3 separate regions of the Sus scrofa genome follow, and all the other regions are linked to region 1. The links are chromatin contacts, called in public HiChIP or PLAC-seq maps. All regions are on one chromosome and are shown on one strand. Each heading gives the region's core, a stretch centred on a gene start, on an enhancer-like site or on the middle of the called end of the contact. The rest is flanking DNA. Distances are from core to core; before and after follow the strand shown.

Region 1 (3,955 bases), core at 752-3,251:
GAGAGGCCTTCAGGCAGGGCTGCAGACTTCCCGAGGGACGGCTCTGACCTTTCGTGGTTGGTCTAACTTGGCTCTGCTTCCTCCACAGCCCCCAGGTAGAGCTGCCCCCATACCTGGAGCGTGTGAAACAGCAAGCCAATGAGGCCTTTGCCTGCCAGCAGTGGACCCAGGCCATTCAGCTTTACAGCAAGGCCGTGCAGAGGGCCCCTCACAATGCCATGCTCTACGGGAACCGAGCTGCAGCCTACATGAAGCGCAAGTGGTGAGTGGGCCTAGTGGAGCCAAGGTGCATCCAGGGAAGGCAGCAGTGACATCCTGCTGCCTCTTAGGGCTTCTTAGGCCCAGGTGTCTCCTCCCCACCTCCAGGTTGGTGGTGGGAAGGCACCTGACACATTAGTCAAGAAGTCTTAAGCATCAAGAAAGCTCACATGGAGTTCCTGTTGTGGCTTAGTGGTTAATGAATCTGACTAGGAACCATGAGGTTGCGGGTTTCATCTCTGGCCTCACTCAGTGGGTTGAGGATCTGGCGTTGCTGTGAGGTATGGTGTAGGCAGTGGCTATAGCTCTAATTGCACCCCTAGCCTGGGAACCTGCATATGCCGTGGGTGCAGCCCTAGAAAAGACCAAAGAAAAGGAAAAAAAGAAAGAAAGCTCACACTTAAGTGGTGCATGTTCACAAGTAGCTTCAATTTGGTGCTTTGTTATAAAGTGCTGTGGCCACTGAGGAAGCAGGGAGTGGGAAAATGGTTAATCCCACCTCCTGGGGAACTGGGCCTTGAAGTGGACTTTGAAGGAGCAGTAGAATCTTGCTGGATGGAAATGAGGCATTTGGTGAACTCAGTTGGTATCTGTCTGAAATGATTTTGCAGCTCCTTGACCTTGGGGCTTGCTCTCTTGTGCTCTTGGACCCTTTATTTAGACCAAGCACAAACAAGATCCCAGACATCTGAAACTGACAGTGGGTCTTGCTGGGTTGTAGTGGCTGGAGGTAAAGGAGTAGGTCCATAGCCTGAGAAACGCTTTTATCTTTGGAGACCCACAGGGCCCCCAGCCCTTCTGCCTGTAGCACCAGCAGGCAAGCAGGCAGGCAGACCCCATCCCCCAGCCAGGGCCAGGACGGGAGATGGATAGAGCTGGGCCCACAGCCATTTCTGCTCCGTCTGGCATCCGTCGGCTCTGCCCAGACAGACAGGCCAGCTGGTGTGCCATCGTCTGGCTGCAGCTAGGCAGGCCAGAGAGGGAAGCTTAAGAAACCCACCCAAGTCAGCAGGATGGTAGATAGGGGTTTGAGAAGATGCTACCCCCACAGGTCTTAGCTCAGGCATCAGGAGTTTGCCAAGGGCTCAGATGGCAGCCAGCCCCAGGAGATGACAGTTGGGGGGCCATCCTGGGGTGTTTTCCTCTGTCCCAGCAGGTGGGCAGAATGCAGTCGACTTCGTCCAGGCTCTGGGCTGAGAGCTGTCTCCCTCCTGCATTCTTGCTAAGAGAGACTAATGGTTTCCCAGTCCATGGTACCTTCAGCTTGGGCTCTGAATCCCTGCTATGCCATGGGAACTAGGGAAACAAAGCTCTGGCACTCTGAGCTGCTGTGCTCCCGAGTGCCCGGCCTCTGGACAGGGGGTAAAGACGTGGACATAGCTCGTCACCCAAGAGGCAGAAGCAGGAAGTCTTTGAATGGTCAGGTGAAGTGCTGTGGGCTTCAGGCAAAGTTAGGTCCCTTTAACTGGGGATCAGGGAAGCACCAGGAAGATGTGGTGTCTGAATGGGCTTTCAGTGTGGGCAGGCTTAGACGAGGAGATGAAAGGAGGAGGGGACTGTGGGGAAAGGACATTCCCAGGGAGATGAAATGGTGTGAACAAAGGCGTGGGGGTGGGGGACTGACTGAAGAGCTTGTTTGCAGAACAACAAATCCATTTGGCTGGAGCAGAGGGTTCTGGAAGGGACTGGCAGGAGATGAGTCTGTGAGGTAGCCTGGGGCCAGCCTGGGAAGGACTTGGAATGCAGAGCGGTGGCGTTTTGGCCTCGATTCAGTGGATGATGGGCAGCTACTGAAGAGTTTTGAGCAGGAGAGGGATGTGCTGAGGGCTGTCTTTTCAGGGAGATTGATCTGGCAGTGAGTCTGGATGGGTGAGCCCTCGGGCCAGCCTGCTCTCTCCCCATCCCCTCATGCCTGCCAGTGACCCCTAGAATGTCACATTCTGTCCCAGGCCAGTCTCCCCAGGGCTGCCATCTGCTCCTGGATGCAGTGGGAGCTGTCACCCTCTGGCTCCTGGCTGCTCTCTGGTCTGGCTCTCCCCAGGAGCTCTGAGGGGCACCTTGCAGGCGGTAATTGGGTTTCCAAACAGCGCGTGCTCCTTCGTCACAGCCACTCATTCTGACGCAGGCCATGCCATCGAAGCACTCTGTCTCCTGCGGGCCCCCAGCTGGACTGGGCTGCTTGTTCCTGGACTGAGCGTGGCTGCTGCAGGGACCTGATGCTCCCTCTGAGTGCTGTGGGAGAGGAGGCTCAGGGAGCCCTCTCCCCCATCAGTCAGGGCTGCTTCGGCCCCATGCAGGAGGCTTGTGAGCCATGCCTTGGGGGAGGGGACTTTAGTTCTGGGGAGTGCTGCTTAGCACACTTGGGTCCTAGGCCCTCCTCAGCCCAGCAGGAAAAAAAACAGCTCCTAAAGGAGCAGTAGCTCCCGTGACCCACCTGGCTCTCCAGATGAAACGTGGGAAATGAGTATCTTATATTCTGCCACAAGACAGGAGCAAGAGGAGCTTCTTTGGCCTCTCCCCCAGTTCCCACCCCCAAAACCATCCCCACGTCCGCATATCCATGCCTTGGGAGTTGGAGAAGTTAGAGTGGATGATGTGGCGCTCCTGGTGTGCTGCACCCCCTGCCTGACCCCCCACCATCAGCTTCCAGAGAACTGACTCTGCCAGACTGTCAGGCCCCATCCTCCAGCCCCGGGAGGTAGAGGCCACAGCTGCTGTGGATCAGTCAGCCAGGACAGAGGGGGGTCTGGCTGAGGGCTTGCTGCCTGCTGGTCAGAGCCTGAGTCCCCAGCCTAGCACTTCTGGCTTCCTCAGACCACAGAACTGCCCTTGAGGGCCCCCTGCCTTGGACATGGCTTTGAAGGCCAGCCGGGGGGATTTGAGGAGGTGGACAGTGGAGGAGAGAAGGAGGGCTTGGGGAGCCTGAGGCAGGCAAGATGCCAGGCCTTCTGCTGCAGAGCTGCGGGTGCCTGGGATGACTGGGTATGCACTTGCACTCTGTGTCCAGCAGAGGGCAGCCGGACACTGCTTTTTGCCACACACCCACCTCCCACCTCCTACCCTGCCAAGACCTCCAGGTTCCTGGCTTGCCTCTTTTTTTTTTTTTTTTCCTTTATTTTTCGGCTGCACCTGCAGTATTTGGAAGTTCCCAGGCTAGGGGTCAAATCTGAGCCTACACCACAGCCACAGCAATGAGGGATCCAAGCCACATCTGTGACCTACCCCACAGCTCATAACAGCACCAGATCTTTAACCCACCGAGCGAGGCCAGGGATCGGACCTGCATCCTCATGGATACTAGTCAAATCCATAACCCTCTGAGCCACAGCAGGAACTCCCTGCCCTGCCTCTTTAACATATTCTGTCTCCTGGTGAGCAAGGCCTGGGTTGAGCCCGAATTCTCTTTACCCCCAAGTACCCTTGCCCTGAGATCTCTCAAAGGTGGGCTGGGGTGGCCATAGAAAGTGAAGGAGAACGAGTGGGAACTCCCTGCTTGCCATGTGACCCCACCTCCAAGCCATATTCCCCTGCCTTCCCAGGGATGGTGACCACTATGATGCCCTGAGGGACTGCCTGAAGGCCATCTCCCTAAATCCATGCCACCTGAAGGCACACTTCCGCCTGGCCCGATGCCTCTTTGAGCTCAAGTACGTGGCTGAGGCCCTGGAGTGCCTGGATGATTTCAAAGGGAAGTTCC
Region 2 (3,955 bases), core at 751-3,250, 330 kb after region 1:
CGCAGTGGTTAACGAATCCGACTAGGAACCATGAGGTTGAGAGTTCGGTCCCTGCCCTTGCTCAGTGGGTTAACGATCCGGCGTTGTTGCCGTGAGCTGTGGTGTAGGTTGCAGACGCGGCTTGGATCCCGCGTCGCAGTGGCTCTGGCGTAGTGAGAACCTCCGGATGCCGAGGGAGCGGCCCTAGAAAAGGCAAAAAAAAGACAAAAAAAAAAAAAAAAAAAAAAAAAAGGGAGCAGTTCCTGCCACACCGGAAGGAGCTGAATCCTCTTCTGGCACAGTCCCTGGCACGTTGTGTGCACTCACCAGAGTCAGCTAGTGTTATTAGTGTGGCTTCTGTTATTGGCTTTGTCTGGCCTTGAGCAGGATACCTGGGACTTCCTGGAGCCTCAGTTTCCCTATCCCTAAGGTGGGAGTATTAATAGAACCTATTTCTGGCTGGGTGGCTGTGAGTTTTGAAACTGTTCACCACTGTATCCCTAGCATTTAGAACAGTGCCTGTCACACAGAATTTTCTACACAATGGTTGTTGCTACACTTCTCCCCCCCCCCGCCCCCCGCCCCGCATTCTCGGCCTGTGGAAGTTTGGAAGTTCCTGGGCCAGGGGTCCAACCTGCACCACAGAAGTGACTCAAACCACAGCAGTGGCAATGCCAGATCCTTAACCCACTGAATCACCAGGGAACTCCTGATAGACTTATTCTTACAATGCATTGAATATTTACAGGCACCAAACACTGATCTCATATTCGTTTTTCAGAAAGAAAGGAGGGTAAAGGAGCTAGCCCAAGGTCACAGAGCAAATTGTGCAGCCTAGACACATCTCAGGTCTGTCAGAATCCAAAACCTATGCTATTTCCATGACACTACAAAATAGGAGAACACATATCCCCCCCAACTCTAATGTGATCTTTGTCTGCTTAATGCTTTTTCCTTGAATTAAAAACAAACAACAACAAAACCCCCAACAATTTCCCCTATGTTGAGTACTTACTTAGCACTTTCTGGCACAAAGTTATGTATACCCATAACAACCCCATGAAGTAGGTGCCGTTATTCTTTTTTTTTTTTTTTTTTGTCTTTTGCCATTTTCTTGGGCCGCTCCCACGGTATATGGAGGTTCCAGGCTAGGGGTCGAATCAGAGCTGTAGCCGCCAGCCTACGCCAGAGCCACAGCAACTTGGGATCGGAGCCGCGTCTGCAACCTACACCACAGCTCACGGCAATGCTGGATCCCTAACCCACTGAGCAAGGCCAGGGATCAAACCTGCAACCTCATGGTTCCTAGTAGGATTCGTTAACCATTGTGCCACGGCGGGAACTCGGGTGCCGTTATTCTCAACCACGTATTATACATAAGGAAACTCAAACTCAGAAAAGTAACACTCCCAGGCCTGCCCAGCTGTAGCAGAATCAGGATTTAAAGCCATAATTGACTGATGCCCAGACCCACACTTTGGAGGTTTACTTCAGATCCTGTCATCTATCCTCAAAGATAAACTCACTGTCACAGTAGATCCTAGGATAAAGGGCTTTCAGAGATCATCCAGTCCCTTGGGCAGGTAAAGTAGCTTGATCCTTATTTCACAGATGAGGAGTCAAAGGGACAGGATTAAGGCCATATACTGTTGACATGGCACCTATAAGCGAAGTCTCATAGCTCCTGCAGCTTAGCATCCCAACCCCTAAAAGCCCACCAACCCATGCCCTCAGACCAGTCTTAGTCCAGGACACTAAAGGGGACTCAATGGTGTAGCCTCCCTGAGGAATGGGCATCCTGGCCCTCATGGCCTGAGGCTCACAGGCAGGCAGCCTGACACCCACACCTTATAGCTTCTGGGTTTACCTTGAAGAGAGCAGAAAAGAAATCTTCTTGCCTGGAGCCTGCTGATAGATGGCAGTAGCAGTGAGATAACGGCTCTCAGGCTGGATTTTTATAATCCTTCCCACTGCTGTAACTCTCCTCCCCAAGTGGCCAATTGCTGTCAAGTTTCCAGTTTCAGTTTCCATTTCCAGGGTTCTACAGTGTCTTGTCTCCTCCCTACAGCTCTGCTCAGTGACAATATCTCTGCTGAGCTGCTTAGTGGCCAGACAGTATAATTCAAGCCAGTGACTTTCCAAACAGCTAAGAGTATTCAAAGCAGGTCACATTAGGGTGGGGTCCACAGCCCTGCAGGGCTTAGTGAAGCCAGACCACCAGCACCTCTTGGGGCACAAGGTCTTTCACAATTCGAGTCAATTAATAATAATGCCCACAAGAGTTTCCATTGTGTCTCAGTGGAAACAAATGCGACTAGGAACCATGAGGTTGCAGGTTTGATCCCTGGCCTCGCTAAGTGGGTTAAGTAGCCAGCGTTGCCATGAGCTATGGTGTAGGCCAACAGCTGCAGCTCCAATCCAACTCCTAGCCTGAGAACTTCCATATTCCATGGGTGCGTCCCTGAAAAAACAAAGTAATAATCATGCCTGCATTTATTGAGCACTTGCTGCATACAAGGGCCTGGAAAGAGATCCAATCCCACAAGTCTTGTGACTACCGTCATTTGTGTACAGACCTATTTTGCAGAGGAGATTAAAGCTTGTGGAAATGAAATCACTCCATTCCATTGTTCTCTCAGGCTGGCTGCTTCTGGGTGATGGGTATATGGTAAGACCGGTGACGCCCACGTTCAGAGGCCATTGCCACACATTTAATTTGCCATTAAAATGGGTCTTCTAGCCCTGGGTAATGGATTGCGCTTTCTTTCTTTCTTTCTTCCTTTCTCTCTCTCTTTTTTCTTTTTAGAGCCACACCCAAGGCATATGGAAGTTCCCAGGCTAGGGGTGGAATCAGAGCTGTAGCTGCCAGCCTACACCACAGCCACAGCAACACTGGATCTGAGCAGTATCTGTGACTGTTGCTTGCAGCAATGCCAGATCCTTAACCCGCTGAGCCAGGCCAGGGATCGAACCCGAATCTTCAGGAACACAATGTCAGGTCCTTAACCCGCTGAGCCACAACAGGATCTCCAGATTGAGTATTCTTTAAACTTTCAGATATTATTGCTTGCAGAACTAGAAGTACAATCCATATTTGGAGTACATAACAATTCCAGGAAAATGAATCATTGCTTTCTCCAAAGTGGAAGGGGACTGATGTAACTGACCTGCCACCACAGTGCTGGCTGCTCTCTCTGACCAATGTTGCTATGCTGCTGCCTGCTGCTGGCTGGTGGGCTATTTGTTGGCCATTGTTAGATCAGCCTTGGTGAAAGGGATGCCAAGTTGTTGGGTCCATTCATAGCCTCCATCCTTGCCACCATGGCCACCCTTTTATGAGTCTTTTGCAAAGTAGCAGGGTAACTAAGTTTACAGGCGGGCTGACATCCACAGGATGGGATATCTGACCATCTGGCTGGAGAGCCTCATCTGCAGTAGGAGGTCAATGGTGAGCAAAAATGTGAGACACAAAGATCTGCATACTTTTCACTAACTCCTGTTAATCCATCTATATGCCACTTACACAGATCTGCTTATCTCCAATGTTCCACTTTACTTTTCTTTTCTTTTTTTTTTTTGTCTTTTCAGGGCCAAACCCATAGCATACGGATGTTTCCAGGCTAGGAGTTGAATCAGACCTTTCGCTGCCAGCCTACACCACAGCCACAGCAAAGCCAGATCTAAACCTTATCTGTGACATACACCACAGATGATAGCAATGCTGGATCCTTAACCCGCTGCTCGGAGCCAGGGATCGAACTCTCATCCTCATGGATACCAGTCAGATTCGTTAACCTCTGAGCCACGACGGGAACTCCCCAAGTTCCACTTCTCTGTTCCATGCCTTTGACCAACTAGTCCAGCCATTTGCCATTGATTGGTTGATTGATTGTCTTTTTAGGGCCGCACCCACGGCATATGGAAGTTCGCAGGCTAGGGGTCAAATCAGAGCTGTAGCTTTTGGCCTATGCCACAG
Region 3 (3,955 bases), core at 773-3,272, 270 kb after region 1:
GTGAGAGGAGAGACATGTATGCCACAAAATGTGGGTTTGTGAGTGTGTGTGAGGTGAGGCCTGTGTGAACAGGTGTGAGTGTGGGGCGTGCACTTATATGAGGAGTCATACACCTAGTGAGTGGGGAATGTTCTGGGATATTTTCTGAGACAAGAGGTACGTCTGTGAGTAGGGGTCAGATAGGAGAGGCGCCCCCAGCGACTCCCCGCCCCCCACGAAGAGATGGGGGAGGAGGGGTCTCCGGGATCTGCGGGGAGTGTGTGTGTGTGTGTGTGTGTGTGCGTGCGCGTGTGTGTCTTTCTTTCTCTCTCTCTTTCTCTCTGACCTCTTTAGCAGCTGGAAACTGAGCTGGGGGTGGAAGGAATGGAGACTTGGCTGGCCTGGGGGTTTGGGGAGGGAAGCAGGAGAAAACACCTTCCAGATTCTCATCAAATTCTTGTTTGTGGTTGGCAGCCTCCATCTCTCCTCTCCTTCTCTCGGTCTGGGTTTCCCCCTTTCTTTATCTCCTCCTGCCGCTCGCTCTCTCCCCCATATCTGCCTCTCCCTCTCCCATCTCAGTCACCTTGTCTCCCTCCTTGGAGCTCCCTCTCTCCAAGTCTCTGTCTCTCCGTTTCTCTCTTCCCAGGCGCTTCCATTTTTCTGACTCCGCTCTCTGCCAGCACCTCTGTCTGTCCGTCTCTCCCTGTCCTGGTCCATCTGTCCGTCTCTCTCCGTCTGCCTGTGCGTGGGTGTCTCTGTCCATCTGCTCCGCCACCCATCTGTCTGGTTGTCTGTGCTAGTCCTTCTAAGGGTGCCCACTCGCTCACAAGGCGCCCTCCCCCAGGTCAGCAAAAGCCTTTCCTGGTTCAGAGGGTGGGAAGAGGGGGCAGAGCTGCAGCTTCTGGAAGCTTCGGTAGCAGCTGGGCTGAGCTGGGAGTTCGGGGGGCCAGCCAGCTGCAGAAGCGGCCCCTCCCCTGGGCTCCCAAGCCAAGGACCCCAGAGCAGAAAGAGGAGAGAAAGCAGGGCCTCCCTGCAGCTCAGTCTGTGTACACGTGCAGAAGGGGGAGGGAGGCAGGGGCCCCCACTTTGCCCTCACTTCACCATTCCCCCCAAAGCCAGGCCCTGTGGGAGAGGGAGCTTTAGTGCCCACCTTCCCCATCCCCTAGTGGAAGAAAGAGATGCTAAGGATCCAGGAGGGACGGGCCAAGTGGGGGGGCAGTGCCAGGCCTCGCTCTAGGGAGGGGCTAGAGATGGCTTCCTGTGAGCCGGCTGGGAGGGGGCCCCTCCCTCCTCCCTTCCAGGCAGCCTCTGGGGATCCCTCCAGTTCTGGTCCCAGCTCCAGACATGAGGGGCCGCACAGGCAGTCCTCACCAGCTCCCACAGGGATCACTCCCCTCCCAGCTGCCCCAGAGCATCTGACCCACAGGGATATAGGGGGGTCACACGAGTGTCTGCCTACTCCCCAAATGGAGGCTGGCTCTGGACATGTGGAAATCACAGCCCTGTCCAGGCACTGGCCATCCTGGGAGGCCCCAGTCAGTCCACCTGCCACAGCCAGACCAGCAGCACGCGCGCGCACACACACACACACACACACACACACACACACACACACACTGCATCCCAGCACTCACGGCCCATGACCCCCACTCCCTGGTCCAGTAACTCCCAGAGGGCTCAAGGGGAAGGGAACCCCGAAAGACCTGCCACCCTACCCTGACTGGCGGGAGCCTCCAAAGGGGCGGCGTGGCTTGAGGAGGTGCCCCTCGACACCTCCCTGGAGGCTCTGCTTCCCCCATGCCCCTCTGAGAGTAGCTCCCAAACCCCGCAGTAGATGGGAAACTGAGGAAGGGAGGGGATGACACAGCCATTCCTCCTGAGACCCCAGGGTGGGATCATAAACCAGGAATAGGGAAAGGAAGGGACGCCGCGGGGGCAGAACTGGCTCCTTCCTGACCTGCCACGGGCAAAGTCCACCACTGGCTGCACCCTCCCCACAGCCCTGCTGCTGGGCCGGGGCCAGGGTCTGGCTCCCTCCCTCTAGAGCTCTCCTTGCCCCTTGCTGGGCCCCCTCCCTCTCCGCACTTCTGAGCAGCCCTCCCTGCCCTCTCCCTCCCAGCTCTGGCTCTCTCATCCTCAGCTCTTGGAAGCCTGACTCACTGTTTCCCCTCCTCTCTCCCCTCCCTCCCTCTCTCTCCGGCAGCAGCAGCGCCTCCCCCTCCCCTGGGGGGGCTCTGGCCACAAGGGTGCCCGCCCGCTCCTCTCCCCAGGCTCCGGCCCCCCTCTGCACCCAGGAGGCCCCCTGTAGCTGTTCCAAGTCTCCAACTACAGAGAGAGGTGGAGGGAAAGAGCTAGGTCCCAGGCCTGGCTCTGCCAAGGGTCTGACGGGGGCAAGCGGCCCCCCTCTCTAGACTGGGTTTCCTCCTGCCCAACAAGGTGGGGGGGCGGGAATCCAACTGGATGACGCCCCTGGTGTGTCTAAGGTTCTTCATGTTCCCTGCTTATAAAACCCTGGTGCCTCCTGGCACAGAGCGCCCACAACCTGTGAGGCGCCGTACCTGCCTCAGGCCCCGCCCCCGGTCCAAAGAAGAGCTGGGCTCTGTGCCCAGAGGTTCAGAGAAGGCAGTGGGGAGACGCTGCCCCGGGGCAGGAGCACTGGTCAAGTGACCCCTGGAATCCCCCGGTCTCCCAGGTCTCCCTCCTCCCGAGTCCTTCCCTCTCCCCCACCTGTCCTCCTCCCTCCTCCCAGAGACACTGGCTTGTCTCTCCTCCAAATACAATCCGAGCCGGCATCTCACCCTGGGTGAGAGGTGCTCCGTACCCACTCATTTCAGGCTCTTGGGGTGGGAGTGGCATGTGCCTAGCCCTTCTTGGTCCCCTGGTCGCCATCTCCAGGGGCTGCGATTCTGGCTCTTCTCCTTGACTGTTTTCTCGCTCACCCCCTCATCACTGGCTTCTGTCACCATCTTTCCTCTCTCCATGTCCCGTGAGGCAGTCTCTGTCTCTCTCCTCCCCACCTCCCTGGGGGGCCCATCTGCTGACATTAGCAACAATGTTACCCTTGCCTCCCCCTACAGTTCCCAGCTCCACCCCATCCTGGCTCCCCATCCTGGCTTCCCCTCCCCGGCTCTGTCCCAAAAGACCCAGGGGACCCAGAGACAGAGCTGGGCTCCATCCCATGACAGTGAGTCTGCTTGACCTCACTAATCAGACTAGAAGTGCCTGGGCATCTGGTACCACGGTACCCCTGGTCTTGGGTGGCTGACATGAGACAGAGCTCGGTATTCCACAAACCAAATTTAAAAGAAAAGGGGGTGGGTGGGACAGAGAGGAAAAGTGAGGGGGATCGAATCTGCCTGGAGGAAGCCCCTATCCAATGGGGAACAGAGGCAAGAGGAGGTAGTGGCTTGAGCCAGTGTTCCAGGCGGGTCTGAAACCAGCCAATGTCCCTCTGGGGCTCCACTGGTCCAGAGAAGCCCCCCCACCCCGCGGCCCCCCACTTCAAAAAAAAGTCTTCAGCCAGGGGCAGTTTGTCCCTCAAGCCTCCAGCACAGCCACACCAAGCAGGTGGCGATCCCATCCCTTAATCTCCTTCAGAATCCAAATCCATCCTCCCCACAGTACACCTCCACTTAGCTCAGCAGGGGTTCCAGAAGCCTCCCTGCCAAAATCTAAGCAGGTGAAATGTGGGGGGCAAAGCCCCCCAGCTCCCAAGTCCCCTCACCAAAGGCCCCATCAAGGACTAGGGAGGGCTTGTGCAAAATAATCCTGAACCCACACACCTCCAAAGTGAGAGGCAATGCTGTCCATCACAGCACCTGGGGGTGCTGGGACTCCCTGCCCCCGCGACCCTGTTCCAGACCCCCCAGCCCAGCAACCATAACAAACAGCAAGCTCTTTTTCTTTATGACACCAAATTTCTCCAAGCCCAACAGCTCCTTCCATCAGTACCTCAGCCATAGATCACATTAAAAAC

Evidence for each region. HiChIP or PLAC-seq counts read pairs in DNA pulled down with a chosen protein or histone mark.
Region 2: a contact with region 1 is called in an H3K27ac HiChIP or PLAC-seq map of skeletal muscle. The contact joins the promoter of IFI6 here to the enhancer-like site in region 1. A contact is called at or near these places in 1 of 5 promoter capture datasets (fetal liver), 8 of 47 Hi-C or Micro-C datasets (embryonic fibroblasts, epiblast stem cells, fetal skeletal muscle and 5 more) and 2 of 2 datasets of contacts at active chromatin or transcription factors (alveolar macrophages and skeletal muscle).
Region 3: a contact with region 1 is called in an H3K27ac HiChIP or PLAC-seq map of skeletal muscle, with 5 times the contacts expected there. The contact joins two enhancer-like sites. A contact is called at or near these places in 1 of 5 promoter capture datasets (fetal liver), 19 of 47 Hi-C or Micro-C datasets (alveolar macrophages, blood, brain and 13 more) and 2 of 2 datasets of contacts at active chromatin or transcription factors (alveolar macrophages and skeletal muscle).

The regions. Positions count from the first base shown.
Region 1 is chr6:84,526,135-84,530,089 of Sscrofa11.1, forward strand. WDTC1 (WD and tetratricopeptide repeats 1) reads left to right here. Exons shown (of 15, transcript NM_001135964.1): 11 at 89-262; 12 at 3,798-3,955. Among named protein-coding and RNA genes, the nearest start is that of TMEM222, 19 kb to the right of the region's middle. Within about 2 kb of position 2,002, at least 16 of the 83 cell types and tissues checked have an H3K27ac peak or open chromatin away from gene starts, as enhancers often do. A contact at or near this core is called in alveolar macrophages and skeletal muscle, where this site is marked.
Region 2 is chr6:84,856,072-84,860,026 of Sscrofa11.1, forward strand. IFI6 (interferon alpha-inducible protein 6) reads right to left here and starts at 2,001. Exons shown (of 5, transcript XM_021095660.1): 1 at 1,847-2,001.
Region 3 is chr6:84,795,394-84,799,348 of Sscrofa11.1, forward strand. The region is part of intron 2 of LOC110261122 (ankyrin repeat domain-containing protein 34A-like); the gene reads right to left. Among named protein-coding and RNA genes, the nearest start is that of AHDC1, 23 kb to the left of the region's middle. Within about 2 kb of position 2,023, at least 29 of the 83 cell types and tissues checked have an H3K27ac peak or open chromatin away from gene starts, as enhancers often do. A contact at or near this core is called in skeletal muscle, where this site is marked.